2 separate regions of the Mus musculus genome follow, and region 2 is linked to region 1. A link is a contact called in public ChIA-PET data. All regions are on one chromosome and are shown on one strand. The core of a region is the stretch at or near the end of the contact, and the rest is flanking DNA. Distances in the headings are between cores, read along the strand shown.

Evidence for each region. ChIA-PET counts read pairs in DNA pulled down with a chosen protein or histone mark.
Region 2: a contact with region 1 is called in an RNA polymerase II ChIA-PET map of memory CD8 T cells, with 16 read pairs. The contact joins the enhancer-like site here to the promoter of Tbc1d22a in region 1. A contact is called at or near these places in 5 of 115 datasets of contacts at active chromatin or transcription factors (the SCID.adh cell line, double positive thymocytes, embryonic stem cells and 1 more) and 2 of 9 other capture datasets (adipose tissue and liver).

The regions. Positions count from the first base shown.
Region 1 is chr15:86,212,928-86,216,334 of GRCm38.p6, reverse strand. It overlaps Tbc1d22a (TBC1 domain family, member 22a), which reads right to left and starts at 1,876. Exons shown (of 13, transcript NM_145476.2): 1 at 1,699-1,876. The coding sequence starts at 1,760.
Region 2 is chr15:86,248,673-86,252,079 of GRCm38.p6, reverse strand. The region is part of intron 4 of Tbc1d22a (TBC1 domain family, member 22a); the gene reads right to left. Among named protein-coding and RNA genes, the nearest start is that of Tbc1d22a, 36 kb to the right of the region's middle. Within about 2 kb of position 1,654, at least 42 of the 459 cell types and tissues checked have an H3K27ac peak or open chromatin away from gene starts, as enhancers often do. A contact at or near this core is called in memory CD8 T cells, where this site is marked.

The DNA of each region.
Region 1 (3,407 bases), core at 627-3,126:
ACCCTAGCTCAAAAAATAAAAAATAAAAAATGCACTATCAAGAGACAGTATTTAATGGAAAGGGTCAATGAATTCTACAACTCCATACAGCAACTCCATTATTTTTAAATCTCAGTTGACTCTTAACAATAAATTACAGCTCATACTTAAGAAGAACTGAGGCCGGGCAGTGGTGGTACCCGCCTTTAATCCCAGCACTTGGGAAGTGGGGGCAGGCTGATTTCTAAGTTCCAGGCTAGCCTGGTCTACAGAGTGAGTTCCAGGACAGGGTTTCTCTGTCTTGGAAAAGGAGGAGGAGGAGGAGGAGGAGGAGGAGGAGGAGGAGGAGGAGGAGGAAGAGGAGGAGGAGGAGGAGGAAGAGGAGGAGGAGAAGGAGAAGGAGAAGGAGAAGGAGAAGGAGAAGGAGAAGGAGAAGGAGAAGGAGGAGAAGAAGAAGAAGAAGAAGAAGGAGGAGGAGGAGGAGGAGGAGGAGGAGGAGGAGGAGGAGGAGGAAGAAGAAGAACTGAGTCTCGAGATGTGAAGGCAACAACAGAAGTCACACTGCCACATGCTTCTGTTTATCTGGCACTAGGCTCAACGTGTTTATCCCTGTCACAGTAGGACCTTCTACTCATCATAAACTATAATAATAGCTTTTATAAAAGTTCTTAACTATTCAAGCAAGCCCAGTCCAGGTCCTGTAAAAAATACAGTGTCTGGGTACCTCTGAGGACTTCCTCCATCTCCCAAGTCACTGTGGCCCAGCAGTCAGTAACCCGTGCCAAGCCCCAGCCACTTTGAAAAGCACATTTTGTGGTTGAATACAGTGGATATCCGAGTTTACAAATTTAACATTCACACAATGGTGTCTCTTAGGAAGCACAGGAAGACAGACCATTTTCCGAGCTCACGAATGGTTCTACTTAAGTTACCTCAATGTCAAAACCTTCAGGACTGGAGAGGTGGCTAATGTTAGAATCTTAAATTTCATATCTGAGACTTTGGCTAGAAAACAGAATAAACTATGTTTGAAATCTTGTGATGGAGTTTTCTGAAATACATTTCCGGGTACTGTCTCTTCACTCCCTAAGACCTAGAGAGGCATCAGGCCACATAACCAATCACAGAAGGACTTTGGAGCTCGATAGCTTCCAGACTGCACCCAGGTGTTTTTATTATTATTCTGTGTTTCCTGTTGCTGTCAAAAGACCGGTGTCCAGAGGCCAGAAGGTGGGACCACAGAAATTCACAAGGCGCTTCCACGCTCAAAGGAAAAGCATCAGCCCACATGTGACAGACGAAAACCCAAGTGCTCAAACCACTATGCACCCCGAAGAGACCGACCTCCCCTGCAGGCACTGCCTCTCCCTGGCCAGTTTCCTGACTCAACCAAACTCTCCAGGGCATGACCTGGGTCAGTTTCTTCCAGCTTCCCCAGGGAGTCATGGAGTTTCGCAGGAGAGAACCTGCCTGCCAGGCTCTGGAAGCACTTGGGGCAGCTCCTCGTCCTCCTTGCTCATTGGTACGGCCACTGTCACCTTTCATTTCCCACACGCCCACTGCCGACCCCGACTCCCCTAGCCCCTCACATAGCCCAACAGTCTCCTAGGAGCCAGGTTCTCCTCCCCAGACTCCTACGCCACCCGCACTGCAACGGGACAGCACGGCCACCTGACCTCTGACCCCTGACCCCGACCGGGTCCTCCCCGTCACACCCACCTGCCCGGGACCTTGCTGTTGCTGCGCTTCCAGAACTGCTTCCTGGCCCCGTCGCTGGCCATGGCCGCTCCTCATCCCTCAGATCCGCAACCCTGACACCCGAGAGCGGTCGGCCACACCTCCAGCGGCCCTCTCCTGTGCCCCGGCGGCCCCCTCAGAGACACCAGGACTCCGAAGCGTAGAGCCGAGAGGCGCTTCCGCCTCCGTCCGGAAGTTGTGACTCGGCGATTCCGGAAGTCCCGCCTTCGTTTCGGGCAGTGCTTGACGCCATGAGAAGGCGACGCTGGGATATGTGCGTGGCTGTAGCGCAGGGAGGAAAGCGGAGTCTGCGAGCTGCGTATGTTCTGGCGGCGCTGAGAGCGCTCGGGTCGAGCGGCACGGACTGAGGTCTCTGGATCCCGGCCTCTGATCCCCGGCCATGAACTCCGGAGCCGCGTGCGTCTGGGGTCCGAGTCGGTCTTATTTGCTCGCAGCCAACCAGCAAGTACCGAGAACCAGAAGGAGCACAGGCAGATCGGGACCCTGCTGCGGGCGGACAGGCGAGCGGGAGGATGGAGAGCTTCTCCCGCTGTAGTGTGGTCCAAGCCTCATCGCCAGGGCATTGACCCCGGATCAGTAAACACTGCACAGTGAGGTGAAGGAAGCGACTTCCACCGGAGCACATCTGAAGCGATGGCGGGGATCTGCCTGGGCTTCAGCTGAAAAACGAATAGGCACGGAGACACGAAGACTTCATCTTGCCGGCGCTTGCGTGCTTCCAAGACCGCAGTAAAGTGTGCTTAATTGTAAGATACATTCAAGATCCAAAAATCTTAATACGGAAATGTTAATTATAAGTTTACATTAAATGATACTTTATATATATTGGGTTCTGTAGAATATATTGTTATGTTTACTTTCACTTTTTGCTGTGTAGTGTAGCTACTTGAAATTACTTACGTGATTGGTGTAAAATTTCTATGATCTTAGACTCAAGGGTGAGAGGCTGGCATCTCAGGCCGGAGCTTTAGTGAAACACTGGTAATGCCAACTTGTGGCCTTTACTACTGAGAAACATATTCACGACAGCTGTCTCGTGCACTTTTTCTGCTTTTGATATGGTCTTCCTGTTTAACCCAGGCCCTGACTATATTCTCAAGACCCAGACTTCTAGACATATTGAAAGTGGTGTTGGGTTAGCACATGGTGGATGCAAGAAATCACACTAAAGAACCTTATATAGCTTAGCCCAGTTGTATGCCAGACTTATCCTCAGTACTCAGAGCAGGGTCAATGGCCTAGAGCCCTGTATCTCAACTTTGTTCCCATTCTTTAAGAGTAAAGCCTTCTGCAGCTCCTTTTAGACTGCAGCAGCTACCTGACTCCACTTTGACTCTGCAGAAAGGGGTGGCACCTGTTCCTCTTCATTTCCTGCACAGCCGGAGCCTTAGGAACTGAAATAGTACATCCCAAATGTTTGCTGTCTGGATGACAATACCGGGCTCTCTAGGAATCCCTTTTGACACAAGCATAGAAACTTCAGGAAATACCAGGGACAATGTCAACAGGTCCTAGGTGACCCCTTCAGGCACAACTTATGGAACATAGCCTTGGCTTCTCCTTGGAATCCTACTTCTAATAATCCTTAGAATTTGAGAGACCTAGCAAAACTAAGATTAATAATCATGTCCTAGCACTGCCTCGAGAGCTCTTTGAAATAAAACTTTAGT
Region 2 (3,407 bases), core at 405-2,904, 36 kb before region 1:
GTCTCTATCACTAACTCTAACTCGCTCACTTCTCTCCCTCCTCTTCCCTTTCCCTCCTCCTTTCCCCTCCTCTGGCCCCCTCTTCCTTCCCTCTCTCCTTGTCTCCCTCCTCCCTCTCTCTTTCTCTAACTCTAGCACTGTCCTGTCTCCATCCTTGCTCCTTCTCTGTGTCTTGCTCTATTTCTCTTTCCGTACATATACAAAAGCAAAGCCATATGGGGACAAAGTTTAAGTGACATCTTCAACAAAGAGGACAGGCCTCACCAGAAGAACCCTCAGCCCACCCCTGATCTTGGAAAGCAATGTGGGTCCTATGAGGTGCCCAGTGCAGTGTCCTGTGACAGCAGCCTGGCATTCACCACCTGTCTTGAATTCCTCATCTGGAGAAAGTGTTATTCTGCTGTCAACATTGGGCACTGTGAATGTCTCCCTTTGAGACCATTTCAACACAGTCTAAGGCTTCATCAGAAAGCCTGTCCTGGACATGACACCCACACAATGGAATCAGCAGACACTCCTGACCTTCCCATATACAACAAAGGCATACAGATACGTGCAGACATCTGTCACCATCAGCACTGTCCCCATCAGCACTGTCACCATCAGCACTGTCCCCATCAGCACTGTCCCCATCAGCACTGTCACCATCAGCACTGTCACCATCAGCACTGTCACCATCAGCACTGTCACCATCAGCACTGTCCCCATCAGCACTGTCACCACCAGCACTGTCACCACCAGCACTGTCACCATCAGCACTGTCAGCTGCAGCAGCAGCACTGCCATCATCTTCTTCTCTGTCATTACCATCGACCTTGATTACCACATCCTCACCAGTACCATCCACATCACCAACATCACTCCAGATAGCTGGACAGTCCATGACTCCACTCAAAAGTCTGCTTTCCATTACTAGGCAAGGGCAGAGGACAGCAGACTAGAGACCAGCAGCACTCTGGTGTCCCTAGGAATCTGGAAGAAAATGATGGATCTGAGCCGTCAACGTCTGGTAAGGAGGAGCAACACCGCACAGAGTGGACTGTGGAGATTAGGTAAGCACGGAGATACTGAGTTTCTAGTTTACACAAACAGACGATGATCTAGAATGGTGGACTGAAGCACGAAGAGGAGAGCTCCCTTCCCCTGCCCAGGGCCAGTAGATAAAAGGAACAAAAACCCCATAAGCAAAATCACTGAAAACAAAGTTTTCATGGAGAGACCAATAAGCCAAAGAAGCAGAAGCAGCATTGTAAGCTCCATCATCACTGGAGCAAGGAGGTAGCAGATCCCGAGGGAATCTGAAAACTAATCACCCGGCACCACTGGGAGATGCACCCCAGAACAGTCATATGGCACCTCACAGAAGGAGCTGGCCTGTCCTGAAACTCAGCGAGGATCCCTTCCACCCACTTAGAAAGTGAGACCCAGAGAACCACAGAGCCGTGGAGCACCCTGCAGTCATGCTCAAGCTGAGACAGCGCTGGTAACAAGAACATACCCGGCACAAGGGTAAGTACAAGTGTAGGCTAAGCCACAGCAGAGCCTCGAAGCAAACCGAAAGAAGCAGAAGCTGGGACGAATACTCAGAAGTGACTCCCAGGCTAAGGGCTGGACCACTCCTAAGGGAAGGCTGACCCCTGCTGTCTGAGGCAGAAACCAACAACATAAGCAACCTCATTTTCTTCACTGAGGCACTACATGCCCACCAGTCCCGTAACAGCCCTGGTCAGCATGCGGAGGGGAGTGGCACCTCAGGAGTATAAGCTAGTTCCACCTAGACACCGCAAACCCAACCAAAAGCATGCAGGTGATTAAAGAAAATTCTGGGACTGGGCCCACAGCTCAGCATGAAGGCCCTAGGTTGTTCTCCAACACCACAAAGAAATTAAATAAAAACCAAATACAGGGCTGGTGAGATGGCTCAGCAGTTAAGAGCACCGACTGCTCTTCCAAAGGTCCAAAGTTCAAATCCCAGCAACCACATGGTGGCTCACAACCATCTGTAACAAAAAAAAAATCTGATGCCCTCTTCTGGAGTGTCTGAAGACAGCTACAGTGTACACATATAATAAATAAATAAATCTTAAAAAAAAAAAAAAAACAAATACATAACCAACAACCAAACCCCAGATGGACAAGTCCCAATGCAGAAACATGAAGTCAGAGTGATGTGACTCCTTCAACGGAACAACAACAGACCTCAGTGAGAATGAATCAGATGGATGCCAGAGAATTCAAAGGAACGGTTTTAAGAATGTTGGCAAAATCAAAGAGGACATGAACTCCTGAATGAATTCAAAGACAATACAAAGAGCTGAACAAAATAAAGATGTCAATACAGCAAATGAAGGATGAATTCAATAAATATAAATACTGAAAAAAATCAAATTGAAGTAAGTCAAAAATAACTCAGTGGAGACCTCACCAATAAAACAGATCAAGTAGAAGACAGACTATTATCAGAGTGTGGACACGCTGGATCAAGAAAACTGAAAGGCTTTCTTGCAGTCCATCTGATCACAATGGACTACAGAGCAGAAACCAACAGCAAGAGAGACTGCAAACAAACACGGCATCCATGGAGACTGACACACACCTAACAATCATCAGATTAAAGAGAGAAAAGTTAAATTGCTAAAATGTAAAGCTATAAAACCTCATAGGTTATTGCCTATGGGCGCAGTGAAAGTAGTTCAAAGGGGGAGTTTACAGCTGATTTAAAAGAAAATTGCAAGTACCTCAAATAAATAATTTAATGATACATGTTAAAAACTTAGAAAAACAAAGTACTGGAGCGATGGCTCAGCAGTTAAGAGTACCAACGGCTCTCCCAGAGCACCCAGGTTGGATTCCCAGCACCCACATGGCAGCTCACAAGTGTCTGTAACTCAAAGATGTCTGATGTCCTCTTCTGGCCTCCGTGGGCACCAGGCATGAACATGGCATGCAGACAGGTATCCAGGTAAGAGTCTCATAGTCATAAAATGAAATAGAAATAATTTAAAGAACTTAGGAAAGCAAGAACAAGCCAATCCAAACACAGTAGACAGAAAGAAACAATAAAGATGAGGGCCAGAAGCAATGAAACAAGCAAATATCCTAGCAGTGACAGAGCTGGCTTTTTGAAAAGGTAAACAAGATTGACGATCCATTAGATAAACTAATCAAGAGAGTATAAAGGCACAGATTAGTAAAACTAGAGATGACAAAGTAGATGTTCAACTAGACAAGCATGAACTTCACTAGGTCACCAGGGCATGCTTGGAAAACCTCTAGTCCAATAATTTGGAAATTGTTGATATAGACACATGACCGACCAAAACCCCAGATATAAACAGCTTATATGACTGTACAATAATCAGTGAGACCAAAGCAAGAGTAAAGTCTCCCAACTAAAAATAAAGCCC